2 separate regions of the Mus musculus genome follow, and region 2 is linked to region 1. The links are chromatin contacts, called in public HiChIP or PLAC-seq maps. All regions are on one chromosome and are shown on one strand. Each heading gives the region's core, a stretch centred on a gene start, on an enhancer-like site or on the middle of the called end of the contact. The rest is flanking DNA. Distances are from core to core; before and after follow the strand shown.

Region 1 (6,155 bases), core at 1,682-4,181:
GAGTTGATGAAAAGCTGTACTCCTAAGCTTAGCAGTACCAGAACAGCCTTGGAGTCCTCTGCAAAGCAAACAGATCCCAGGGGGCTGGGAATTCACAAGAGCAGATAAGCATGGCTGCACAGCTTGGGGGTGGAGACAGGGAAAGGCTGAGGCCCTGGACAGGGACTTGGAAAGATTATGGCAACAGAGGTGGAAAGGCTAAATCCAGGTCTGCTGCATCCAAATAGCAACATTGACATCAAATACAGCCACAGTGTGCAATTTTAAGACCAGAAAAATGAGCCCGGATTTTTTAACTGCACAAAAGCCAAGTGAGCATTTTATGTTGTTACCCCAGTGACATCCTGAGTTAACAGTGGCCTTATCCCTTAGCTAAAGCCCCAGTGAGATGAGGTAATGTTTGCCCTTATTTACAGAGTCGTGGGAAGCTGTTTCAGAGCCTAGGAAAGAAGGATGAGACACTGAGTCACACTGACCCCTGCTAGATTGAGATCTAATCCCTACTTTGTTGTCTGCTCTGGGTAATTAGATGGCTTCACTCCTTCCTCCTCCTCCTCCTCCTCCTCCTCCTCCTCCTCCTCTTCTTCTTCTTCTTCTTCTTCTTCTTCTTCTTCTTCTTCTTCTTCTTCTTCTTCTTCCTCCTCCTCCTCTTCCTCCTCCTCCTCCTCTTCCTCCTCTTCCTCCTCCTCCTCCTCTTCCTCCTCTTCTGCTTCCTCCTCTTCACTTTTTAAAAGATCACAACTCTTAAGATTTTATTTGCAAAGCTTACTCTTGATAGTGCATTGGTCACTTAGAGGTAAATTGAGTCTTACTGCTAATACAGTGGAGACAGACAGTTTATCATAGAACTCAAGGAGGCCAGAAGACAGGCTAGCCTTTGTTTGGATAGCAGCACTCTATCATGGTACCCTCTGGCCGGCCAGTCAGCTCTCTGACTCCCTTATCTCAGTTTCCCTGAGCTGGGATGGAAGGCTGAGGCCGACCCAATTTTCCAGGCCCTGGTTCTTTGCCCTTGTCTGTGGCTGACTTGACTTCCATTCCCTCTGAGGGCATCACTCTGCAAAGTCTGCTTTCTCGAGACCTGTCACCTACTTGCTCCTTCCATCCTTTTGTAAGAACCAAAGGAAGCCTGTCTAGGTTGGTCCTTCTCAGGCATTCCTGTCTGGCCATGGCATCTGTTTGTTTATCCACGAAAAGGGACGCATGGTGGATGTGATGTCAGTCAGTGTCCAGGCCTCCTGGAGGACAGACTGGATAAACTGGGCAGGAACTGATTCTTTTCACTGCCTTTGGGGTTTAGATGCCAGGAAACATGAGATGCCCATGATATGTGTGCTATGAAAATATTTGCTCAAAGCAGGCCTGAAATCTCCAGGCTCTTGTTCTTGTGGGGTTTTACATACCTGTCCTTGCTTCCAGGTCTGACATTGACCTGCCTTGACCTGCCCTGTGTTTTTTTATTGTTGTTGCTTCCCTTAGAGTTCCTTCACTTTGCAGTGACTAACCCCCTCCCCCCCCCCAAAAAAAAACCTCAGACTTCCAGATAGACCAGTGTGTAAGAGGGCCCTTGGAGCCCCAAAGTGGGTCATTTCACTTCCCTCCCTTGCTTGCCCCTGTTCTCATGAGTGATTGGCATAGGTGGGCCCATTGATAGAGCTTAGTTGGCAGTACTGCCAGACCTGGAATCAGGAGATGGCCCCAGGGATGAAACAGAGTCGAGATCTGTGCTAGTATATCTATGGTGACTTGGCTTCAGCTCCTCACTGCTGGGTTGGTTACGGACTCTAGAAGAGTCCGTGTGTTCTTGGCTACTCCCTTCTGATCTGTAGAAAGAGAACACTCTTCTAAGAGCACAAACCAAAAAGGACATGAAAGCCTACCTCAAGAATGTACTGAAGTTTGTCCTAGGGAAGGAACTAGCCGGTGCCTTTCTACCGAACAGGAAGGTCAGGCCTGCAGCAGAGATGTCAGTGTCTCATCCAAATGCTAGACTGTCCTGGACACTAATTGTGATTGAGACTAATTGGTAGTCACTTGACTAATGGTACTTTGAGTTGGTGGCGGAGGACAAGAGGACTATGGGGCTGAGGGGTGGGGGAATGTGCATAGGACAGAATTGGCTGCCTGGGGCTGGGTGGGGCTCCTGGTGACTGGGATCAGATAGCTAGAAAAAACAGAGCAGTTACGTAACTGTGTTTACATGGGCTCAGGTGGCTGTGGCAACCATGGCAGTCCTTGACCCAAGGCCATGCTGGAGGGGTGCAGGCAGCCGACTACTAGGGAAGGAGGTCCCTCTTGAGCAGAAGGGTGTGCAGGAGACAGAGCATGGCATACTGACCAGGGCTGCACTATCTGGGACAATGTTACCTGGCTCTAATGTGCCACTGGAAGCTACTCAGGGTGAGGCAGGCAGGCAGCAGCCAGCTACAGCTAGGGGGAGGGGTCAGGAAACCAGACACCTGGCTCTCTAAGTCCAGTCTCTGAATTCTTGCTACATTTTTCTCCCTAATCTTCTTAAAAGAGGAAGAATTCTCCCTAAATCTGGGCAGAAAAGAGGGCAGGAGATTATTTAAGTTTCCTTGGACTTACCTGCCCTGCGGTCCTAGCGCCTCGTGCCTCCGTGTTTTGTAAAGCCATCCGAATACTTGTGAACACAGTGAGCTCCAACCTGAGAGGTGGCGAGCCAGCCCCGGCCTGACTGACAAAGCAGAGCTGCAGCAGTTCAGCCCTCCATTGCCACCCTCCCCGTTCCTCCCAACCTACATCCTCCAAGACTGTTTACTAGACTCCCCATCCCCATAGAGATGGGACTGGTAGCCAGTCCTCAGCTCCCTTGCCCACACTGTGCCTTCTCTTGTGAGAAACAGGAAGTTGGGACCTTCGGCAGCTCAGCGGCACCCTCTACATTAAATATTTATCTTGGAGTCCAGGTCAGAGCCTTAGAGCCTAAGAAGTTCACTGCTGGTGAAGGGGGATGGCCAGGATTCTTGGAGTGGGAAGATCTTCAGCTTCGTCTTTGAACAACAAAGAAGACAATGAAAGTGATGTAGCCCTTCTTAGTCCCAAGGACCCTAACAGGTGGGAAAACTTTAAAGAGGGACATGGGTAGTACTTTTAATCCCCTGGGGGAGGGGGAGGCTGCTTCCCTGGAATGGGTGGATAATCAAGTGGCAGAGAGGCTGTGTACAGCTGCCTGACCTCAAAGAGGGTCTCAGAGCTCCTCCACTCCTCCATCTCTCTCCCTTCAGCTTTCCTACCTCCGCCCCTCCCACAAACACCGTGTACTGTGTAATACCTACATCCGTTAAAAACACCTCACGTATGCGAATCAGAGCCCTGTTAGCAGGTTTACATCTCTGGAAGCCTATGAAACTGCTTCCTGAAGACTCCCCACTCATGGGAGCTCTGGCACGCTCATCTCTTGAGCTGTCCTTGACCTAAGTTTCCCGGGAGGTGGGGGTGGGTTTTGTTTGCGGGCACCACAAACAGTTCTTCCCCCACAACTGGGAAAATGTGAAGCTAATAAGAGGTGAGCGTGCTAGGGGCTGTGATGTCCTGGGAAACACTAACTCCAGGTGGCTCAGGCACCAATTAAAAGGCAGTAGGTGTCATTTACCATACTCAGCAGTGGACCAGAAACCGTTTTTTTTACCGGTTGATTTGTTGGGGACTTGGGTTCGCAGTGAATCCTAGGCTAGGAGTACTCCAGGGTTTCCATTGTCAGTAAACATTTGCCCTGGCACCTACCAGCAGAAGACTGGACGAGGAGGGGAGGAGGGAGGGCCAGAGAGAATGGGGAGCCAGTGGGCGGTGTCCTTCAGATCTGCGTCAGCAGTCAGCACTGTAGGAACAGCGGAAAAGCAGGATCAAAACAAATACGGTGAATGGGAACACCAAGACCCTCTTAACCTCATCCCCGCCCAAAGGGCCCCACCCTTATCCTCTTCAATGCTGTGGCACGTCCAGGGAGCCGGTCGATTCCCTCCCCCAAACTTTGCACGTGTGTGTGAGCATCCTCACGTTTGCCAGTACACGAGTGTTTGCAAACGCCTGGTCAGTGCGCTTAGGTCTAACAAGCATGAACTCTCTCTCCCCAAGCGGGTGTTGCCTTGTTCCTGGGCCACCGTGACTTATCTCGGTCCCAGCCTGTCTGCCTCCGGGCCTGTCTCCTGCCTCTCCAAGGCCGAGGGCTGCGTATCTAATTCCGGCCCCACCCGGGCTCTGGCACTCAGGGACCATTCGGTTAATCACTCCTGCCCTGTGTCCTGGCTCTTGTGGAGCAGCTCGCTTCCCACACCCTGGAAATGTCGCTGGAAACTCTGAGTGGCCCCCGCCAGCCCTCCCGCCCCTTTCTGACTCCAGCTTTGCGGTGGGGGCCGGGGAAGGCATCTGGGAAACCCAGCGGGCTCCCGGGGGACCCTCGGTGGCCCCTCCCGGCACCGCCTCCTGGACAGCCCGGCCCCTTGGGCAAGGGGCCACAGTGTTCCCGTGGCGCGTCGCCGGACAGAGGGCACTCGCGGGAGTGAGTGAGGGAGTAGCAGGCATCTCCACTTTACTCCAGCATAGCCCCGGCTCACAGTTCAAATCCAAGTCCCAAACTCCTCCTGCCGCATTCATCTCAGGGTCCTGCCTCCTAGCGCGCCCCCTCGGCCGCTCTCTTCCTTGTTGGGCGCCGAGCCTGGCCCAGCGTCCTGACCAGTCACGAGGGCCGTGACCACCCGCACTTTTCCCTGCCCTCTTTCCCCGAGGGCTCGCCGCGGCTGCTCCAGGCAGAAGCGGGCTGGGATGCTCCTGCCCTCCTGGGCAGCCCCAAGCCCCCCCACCTGCTCGCCGGGGGAAGGTAGGTTCAGCGATGCAAAGGGGCGGGAAGGAGGCAAGACATAGCCTGGCGTGGACCGGAGCGAAGGCGTAGAGTCCCTCCCTCCGTGTCCTGGTCTCTGAGGTTGTACAAACCAGAAAAGGTGAATTTGAAACCCCCTGACCCTGTTAGTGGGGAGCTATAGTTTGATAAGACCTGGAAAGGCAGAGAACGACGTCCCCACCATCAAGGCCTCACTCAGATGGGAAGGAGTCCACCAAACCTGGACGTTCTTCATTCTTCTAGGGGTCTGCTGGAATGCAGGGGCTGCCTGGATTCTGGGAACTCACCAGAGGTGTCCGTTTTATGCTAGACAGATACCAATTCCCCAGGAGACCTCTGTCTTCCTTAGGTTCTGCCAAATGTCTCCAGGCAGCCTGCTGGGAGAAAAACCAGGACCACCATGGGGGGCCCTATCCTAACCTCGAGTATTCCCAGGAGCTCAGTGGGAGGGGAGCCGATGGAGGTATCCTAGGGTCAGTAGCTCCTGAAACAAGGTGGTGATGGAGAACTGGTCCTTTTTCCCTAGAGAGGACACTTCTGGATTTGCTGGGAGGGTGGGACACAGTGACATTAGGGAAGGAAGGCCTGTCAGCTGATGGGTGCAACTGCTGATGCCGAAGGCAGTTTGGCCTCAAGCCCTCAGCCGGGCAGGGAGGGGTAGCACACAGCCGGTGTGCCCAGGCTTCCTGGGTCATCAGTCTGCCTGGCTTCACTTTCCCCTGGAGGAAGTCCGAGAGTCGGCAGGCAGCAGCGGTGAGGGCTGCGGGAACGGGTGGCGGGAACGGGTGTGTGTTTGTATGGTTAGCTTTTTGGTAAGAGCTTTAATTGAATCCAGCTGGTGGGCTGCACCTCAGCCTCCCCTCCCCACACACAAAGTCAGGGATTGGCTGGGTCCCCAAAAGGCTGCTCAGATGTCAGAAGGAATCCCCACAAATACAGACCAGAGACTTACTGACCCTAGCCTTCCTCGTCTCCTTGTCCATGCCTGAGCAGGATGTGAGCACAGAAAATAAGGCCCTGCAGGCCTCCTCTGTACCCTTCCCACAGCTCCTGTGCTGTCCATATGACCCCTTGCTGTACACAGTCCTGACATTCCCGAGCTCCTCACATGATCCACCCTGCCCTCCCCCACCCCATCACATTCACAGCACTGAACATATCCTACCACACACAGGACACCACCTGGGATATCTGGTGTCCTTTCTTGGAACCCCCACAAACCCCACAGGCACATACAAGCCTGATTTGGCCCAGTCCAAAAGGTGATGTAAGTCTATCCCCCTAGTGCCCCATT
Region 2 (6,155 bases), core at 1,372-3,871, 34 kb before region 1:
TCAAGACAGGAACTGAACTAGGGCTGGAACCTGGAGGCAGCTGATGGAGAGACCATGGAGGGTGCTGCTTACTGGCTTGCTCCCAGCTTTTGGAACTTCTGCTATTGACCAAAACAAACCAAAACCAAAACCCAGAACACTGATCCAAGCCTAGGACTTTTCCTGGAAGTTATTGTCCTAAAGTTCACATGTGAGCTCTTGGTATGGTTTGCCAAGCCTAAATAAATAAATAAATAAAGTAGAGAAAATAAAGACATTGAAATCTAAACTAATTTTAATTCCACTGTTTTATTATGACAAATTTAGTTCTTTAAAAATCTTGCTAACTGGTTAAGATAATACAGTAATTAAATGATACATATGTATAAAAGAAGCCTTAATTTGCCCCTAAACATTTTTAAAATAATCGTTTTGAATTCTACTCTGCCATCTATCTTTCTAGTGACTTATTTACTGAAACAATTTAACTTTTCCCTCTTATGATGTTGCTTAAGGACTTAGCATTATTGGCCAAATGTCATTTGTTACAGTTCCTGTGGTCACCTGCCAACACCTCTTACAACACAGGCCTTCCACCCAGAAATTCTCCTCCTAACACTTGGCTTGCAGCTATCCCCATACTCACCTGAGTTCCCTGCATCCCAGTCCGTCCTCACAGAGCTCTTATAGCATTGGTGGACACACTTGGCAGAACAACAGATGCACCTGAGCCAGCCCATACGGCGCAGGCTTACAGCTGACATTAGAAGTCATGCGCTGACTCTTGTTTTTAGTCTTTTTTTCTCTTTTGTTTTACGTGTAGGAGTGTTTTGCTCACATGTATGTTTCTGTACCACATGTCTTCCTGGTATCCATGGGGGCCAGAACCCCTAGAACTGGAATTACAGATGTGGGTGCTAAGAACCAAACCCAGATCTTCTCCAAGAGCAGCTCTTAATCACTGAGCCATCTCTCCACCCCCACCTCACAGTTTTGTTTCTGTTTCTGCACTTTTCTGTCAGCAGTCTTTTTCAGTGTTGATAATGGTATCACACAAAGTGCTGTCCAGTGTCCGTGAGCAAAGCAGACTGTAGTGTAACTTACAGAGATTTGTCAAGTGTGAGTTGTGTTCCTGGCCATGAGTTCAATGTTAATGATTCAATCTTATATTTACATAAAATATCATTATGCAAGAAAACATCGGAAACACTTAAGTGGTTGATGAAAATATGGCCAGAGGCTCCTAGGAATCTTAAACCTCATACGGAACCTAGGAACAATGTCTCATGGCATGAATCCTTGGCCGTGGGCTCTACCAGAATTCCACAGCCTCCTACCTCATTCCTAAGGCCTTCTCAAAACTGCTTCACAGTCTATGAATGGCTAACAGACCATTCATTGTTCCTATGCCAGTCAAGAGGGGGACTTCCTGTTCCGAAATTGTGATAATGTCATATATAGGTGATCTTAAAATTATACATTTTCCACTGAGCATAGTAAAAAGAAAATTGCCCCCTTTTTCTCAGACAGGATCCCGTGCATCCCAGGCTGGTCTCAAACTTACTATGTAGGAAAAGACAGCCTTGAACTTCTGCTTCTTCTGTCTCACCTCCCAAGTACTGGGGTTACATGCGCAGCATCCCTAAAATATGGTGTATAGGGGTTGGACCCCGGAATTTGTATGCTGCACAAGCAGTAGACCAGCTTAGTTATATCCCAATTCAAGAAAGAAATACTTTCTAAAAGATAAGTAAGTAACAGCTACAAATTCTGATGGTAATTTTATATCCTAGTTCTTCCTGGTTGTCAAACAGAAGTTCAAAAAAAAAAAGACCATTTTAGGAGTATATGCAGATATCATTAGAGTATGGTGGTCTATAATATTTATATCTACTCCTGAGATAGCCATGCATAGTACTATCTTGCTATTGATATTACATATAAAGTTATAAGTAGATTCTTTTAATTTTTCTAAAGGTTTGATGATTTAAGAAAAGCATGCACTAATTTTGTAGGACCTACTGTATACACATACATGCATACATGGAGTTGTGATACATCTTCGTATCAAAATACCAACATTTTTGATCCTAATACTAGTAGTGTTAAGGTAAAATAAATTAAAAGATGGAGAAACTTTCTATTCTAAGGTGTCTTCTTCAAGTTTGATAGTAGTGTGAAATAGAAATCACTGGTTTCTGAGCTTTTTTTTTTTTTTTTTTAATCGAAATTGAATATAATATACTCGACAGACAGACATAGAGTGTTTTTCCTCTGGGCTGGAGGAGTTACTCATTAGACCTGCTTCCTGTCCTCTCAAGGATTCTCGGAGAGGCCTGGGTTTAAGACGCTCTGAGGAGGGAGGTTGTGAGGGAGGAGCTGGTTTCTGAGCTTTTAATAAAAGTTCAGTCGTAGGGCTGGAGAGATGGTTCCGTGGTTGAGAGCACTGGCTGTTTTTCCAGAAGGCCTGGGTGGAGGCACAATGTTATTGTGCAGTGTTTGAAGATTATCCATGTATTTTTCAAGTGCTGATTTCTCTGCCTCCACGTCTGGTTGCAATCCTGACATGGCATTGTAATACTTACTTTAAGACTCTCCTCCTGCCTCTGTGATGTGATGCTCCTTATTGATTCTCTGGTCTGTCAATAAAAGCTGATCAGCCAATGATTGGGCAGAGGAGGGAATGGGGCTGGACTTCCGATGCCAGCCAGGGGGGAGGGTCGGGGGAGGGGAGAAAGGGCGATGGGAAGTGGGATTCACTCAGAGGAGAGGGAGGGTGGAGGGGACCTTGAGAACACACCTGGAGCTGAGCGACCCAGAGCAGTGCTAAAATACAAGGATCTTGGGGGTTCGGGCTGGGAGGGAGCCAGAATATTTTAGAGGATTAAAACAGATTAATATTGACCAGCTATTGTGGTGTAAAGCTTGATTAAACAAGACTTACAGTATCATCTCATTGATTTGGAAGCTAGTCAGGGTAAAGAAAAAAATTATCACTCTGATGGCTCTAACACCTAGGTTCAGTTCCCAGCGCTCATGGTGGTTCGTAATTGTCTGTAACTCCAGAGTCATGGGATCTGCCACCCTCCTTTGGCCTCTGTGGGAACTAGACCCTCAGATGGTGCATATCCATACAAGTAGGCAAAAGCCTCATAGAATAAAGTAAATCTTTAAAATTGCAGAGTCCATAGTCTCTGTAATCTTAAAACAACTCTCAGATTGGGTGTTCTGTTTCTTCCTATTAAAACATAACTGCTATAATTCCATATTTAGGTTTTTCTCATTTTCTTTTTCAGTTACCCTGCAGTTTGTGAATTTTTACAGAACAACAGTTTATTATCAATAATCAGAGCCCATGAAGCCCAGGATGCGGGGTAGGTTGCACTTAGACCTCACCTTCCTGCAGATTTTACTTTTAGTGTAAAAATGCCTGAGTTCATATCTCCTTTTTCAGGTACCGAATGTATAGGAAGAACCAAGCAACTGGCTTTCCGTCACTTATTACGATTTTCTCTGCCCCTAATTACCTAGATGTCTATAACAATAAAGGTAAAGAAGTCCAGCAATATCTTAGTGTGAATTGTTAGTAACTGTGAGCTCTACTTTAATTTTGTGTTTTATTTTATTATTGTGTTCATTTGCTTATTTTTATTTTTTGGCTCTGTGGATGGAACCCAGGTCCTTGTGTTTGTGAAGCAGGCACTCTACCCCTGAGCTATATCCTGGACACCTATTTTTAAGTACAAAATTCAGTCAGATAAGAAGGTCTTGGGTAAGGGGTGAGGCTTTGTAGTAAAGCATGTGTTTAGCATGGGGAAGGCCTTAGCGACACTCTCTGGTATCTTACTCTGCTCTGCACCAGCTCCCCAAGAATCTGACATCTCTACCTCTCTCTCCCCAACTCCTCTTCTGATTTGTTCTGTTTTGAGACAAGGTTTTGCTATGTAATGCAGACTGGCTTTGAACTTGGGGTCCTCGTGCTTCATCTCCCAAGTGTTAGGGTTACAGGTATGCACTCCCATTCCTAGATGAAGAAGAGATCTTATTGGGAAAAAAAGGTCAGTAAGTTTAGAATGTAAGCTGCTGCTTGTCCTTCATCTCCTGAGAGATTAGGCTCTTTGGGAGCATATTTGTTTAGTATTTTAAAATGGGATCTCACTGTACAACCCAGACCAGCTTCAAACTCCCACCCTACTTTGGCCTCCCTAGTGCTGGGATTAAACATCCACCATCATACCTGGCTCTCCATTAGGTGGGTGGTTGGTTGGTTTGGAGACAGGGTTTCTCTGTGTAGCCCTGGCTGTCCTGGAACTCACTCTGTAGGCCAGGCTGGCCTAAATTTGAAGATTCACCTGCCTCTGCCTCCTAAGTGCTGGGGTTAAAGGTGTGAGCCACCACTGCCCCAGTTTTGTTTCATTTAAATCTGAGACTGAGAGCTGGAGAGATGGCCCTGTGTTTTAAGAGCACTGGCTGCTCTTTTTACAGGACCTAGGAGAAGTTTCAGGGGACCCAACACCATCACACAGACATGCATGCAAGCAAAACAACAATATGCATAAAATTAAAAATAAGTTGTTTTTTAAAAATCTGAGACTATCCTTCAGTGGTTTTTCTTTCTCTTTTAATCTTGTGCTCTGTTAGGACCTAGAGCCTTACTCTTGTTAGGAGGTATTGGGCGCTGAGTTCCACTCCCAGCCCTGATCACTCACTCCATAAAAACAGATCCTCCCTCCCCTAGCCTTAGCTTTATCAGCTTTATCAACTGCTCCAGGCTGTCCTCTACTCCTGACTGTCCAACTGGGCTCTGCACCACCTTTACTGTGTTCTCATTTCTTTTCCCTAGATTTCATGGGTATTAGCAGCTTGGGTTTTTTTTTTTTTTTTTCTAGTTTCCTTTCTTATCAAGTATACATACTTTGTTTTAAGCATCCTCAAGGATAGTTGTGCCCCTATGCCTCGTTTTGTGAGGCACTCTCTTCCTTCTCCCTTTTTAGCACCACTGTTGAGATCATCTGTGGAAAGCCTTGGGGCTCCCAGTGTGCTTAGCTGAGACCTGCACTCACATACGCACTTGCTAATACCTTACCAAGAAATACCTTTATTTTATTTTGTTTTATACATATTTTTTGAGACAGAGTTTCTCTATGCTGCTCTGGCTGTCCTGGAAATTACTATGTAGACCAGGCTGGCCTCAGACTCACAGAAAGCTGCTGCTGCTAACTTCCAAGTGCTGGGATTAGAGACATATGTACTACCACCCAACAGTTTACAAATGCCTCTTTAGTTCTGAGAAGAACTCTCGCACCTTCTTCCTCCTATGGCTGCTTTTCCTGTCATTTGTTTTCTTATTTTTTTGAGACCTAGGCCAGATGACCTTTGAATTTGCTTTGTTGTCTACAATGGCCATGAAATTCTAATCCTCCTGCCTCCATTCCAGAATACTGGAATTACAGGCATGTGCCATGTCTGACATCTGTGGTGCCAAGCCTCATGCATGTTAGGCATCGCTCTTCACGCTGAGCATCTTTGGAGAGATCTTTAGGCTCATTGGTACCCAGGCTGTATCTTTGTTCCCTGATGACCTAAAACATCCTTAAATTGGGGTTTTTATTCTTATTTCTGTCTCCCCACCCCCTATCCCCTGGGAACATACTCCAAAAATTTCTTAAGCTTCCATTTTTAATCATCCACTGTTGAGACTAACTTCTTTTTCCTGTGACAGAATTACTGATATATTCATGTCAGCTATATAAAATGCACACAGCATGAAAATAATGGAAGTGTACATGTCAGGTAAAGTTAGGCTTTCAACAACTGGAAATCCTGTTTGTGTGTGCTTTATAGTAGTCTGCCATATTCATTTTAGACCATTAGTAACTTAAAGTTTAGAACACTAGTCTATCCCACAGCAAGGAAACAGGAACCCAATGTGACCTTGGTCTGTCATTTTTAAAGAATTGTGTTTCATGTCTCAGTAAGAATAATTGAAAGAAAGCCAGGTGTAGTGGCACATACCTTTATAATCCCAGAACTTGGGAGGCAGGAGGCAAGTGGATTGCTTAAATTGAAGACCAGTCAGGGAATTCCTGACAGCTAGAGCTCTTGGGTGGTGGTGGAGTTGGGGGGTGGGGGGGGATGGGGGAGAGAGAGAGAGAGAGAGAGAGGGAGGGAGGGAG

The links. HiChIP or PLAC-seq counts read pairs in DNA pulled down with a chosen protein or histone mark.
Region 2: an H3K27ac HiChIP or PLAC-seq map of extraembryonic endoderm stem cells shows a contact between it and region 1. The contact joins the enhancer-like site here to the promoter of Sorbs3 in region 1. A contact is called at or near these places in 12 of 39 promoter capture datasets (the C10 cell line, the HPC-7 cell line, cranial neural crest and 7 more), 2 of 15 datasets of contacts at CTCF or cohesin (CD8 T cells and large pre-B cells), 16 of 484 Hi-C or Micro-C datasets (the MNK3 cell line, the N1E-115 cell line, Sertoli cells and 10 more), 8 of 115 datasets of contacts at active chromatin or transcription factors (bone marrow-derived dendritic cells, embryonic fibroblasts, embryonic stem cells and 4 more) and 3 of 9 other capture datasets (adipose tissue, liver and pancreatic islet).

The regions. Positions count from the first base shown.
Region 1 is chr14:70,204,447-70,210,601 of GRCm38.p6, reverse strand. It overlaps Sorbs3 (sorbin and SH3 domain containing 3), which reads left to right and starts at 2,931. Exons shown (of 21, transcript NM_011366.3): 1 at 2,931-3,078. The coding sequence starts at 2,975. Gm26908 (a long non-coding RNA gene) reads right to left here. Exons shown (of 5, transcript XR_874791.3): 2 at 3,748-5,238; 3 at 2,590-3,014; 4 at 1,680-1,823.
Region 2 is chr14:70,238,102-70,244,256 of GRCm38.p6, reverse strand. It overlaps Ppp3cc (protein phosphatase 3, catalytic subunit, gamma isoform), which reads left to right. Exons shown (of 14, transcript NM_008915.3): 7 at 3,276-3,353; 8 at 3,434-3,528. Among named protein-coding and RNA genes, the nearest start is that of Gm33790, 7.5 kb to the left of the region's middle. Within about 2 kb of position 2,621, at least 144 of the 459 cell types and tissues checked have an H3K27ac peak or open chromatin away from gene starts, as enhancers often do. A contact at or near this core is called in the N1E-115 cell line, Sertoli cells, adipose tissue and 10 more, where this site is marked.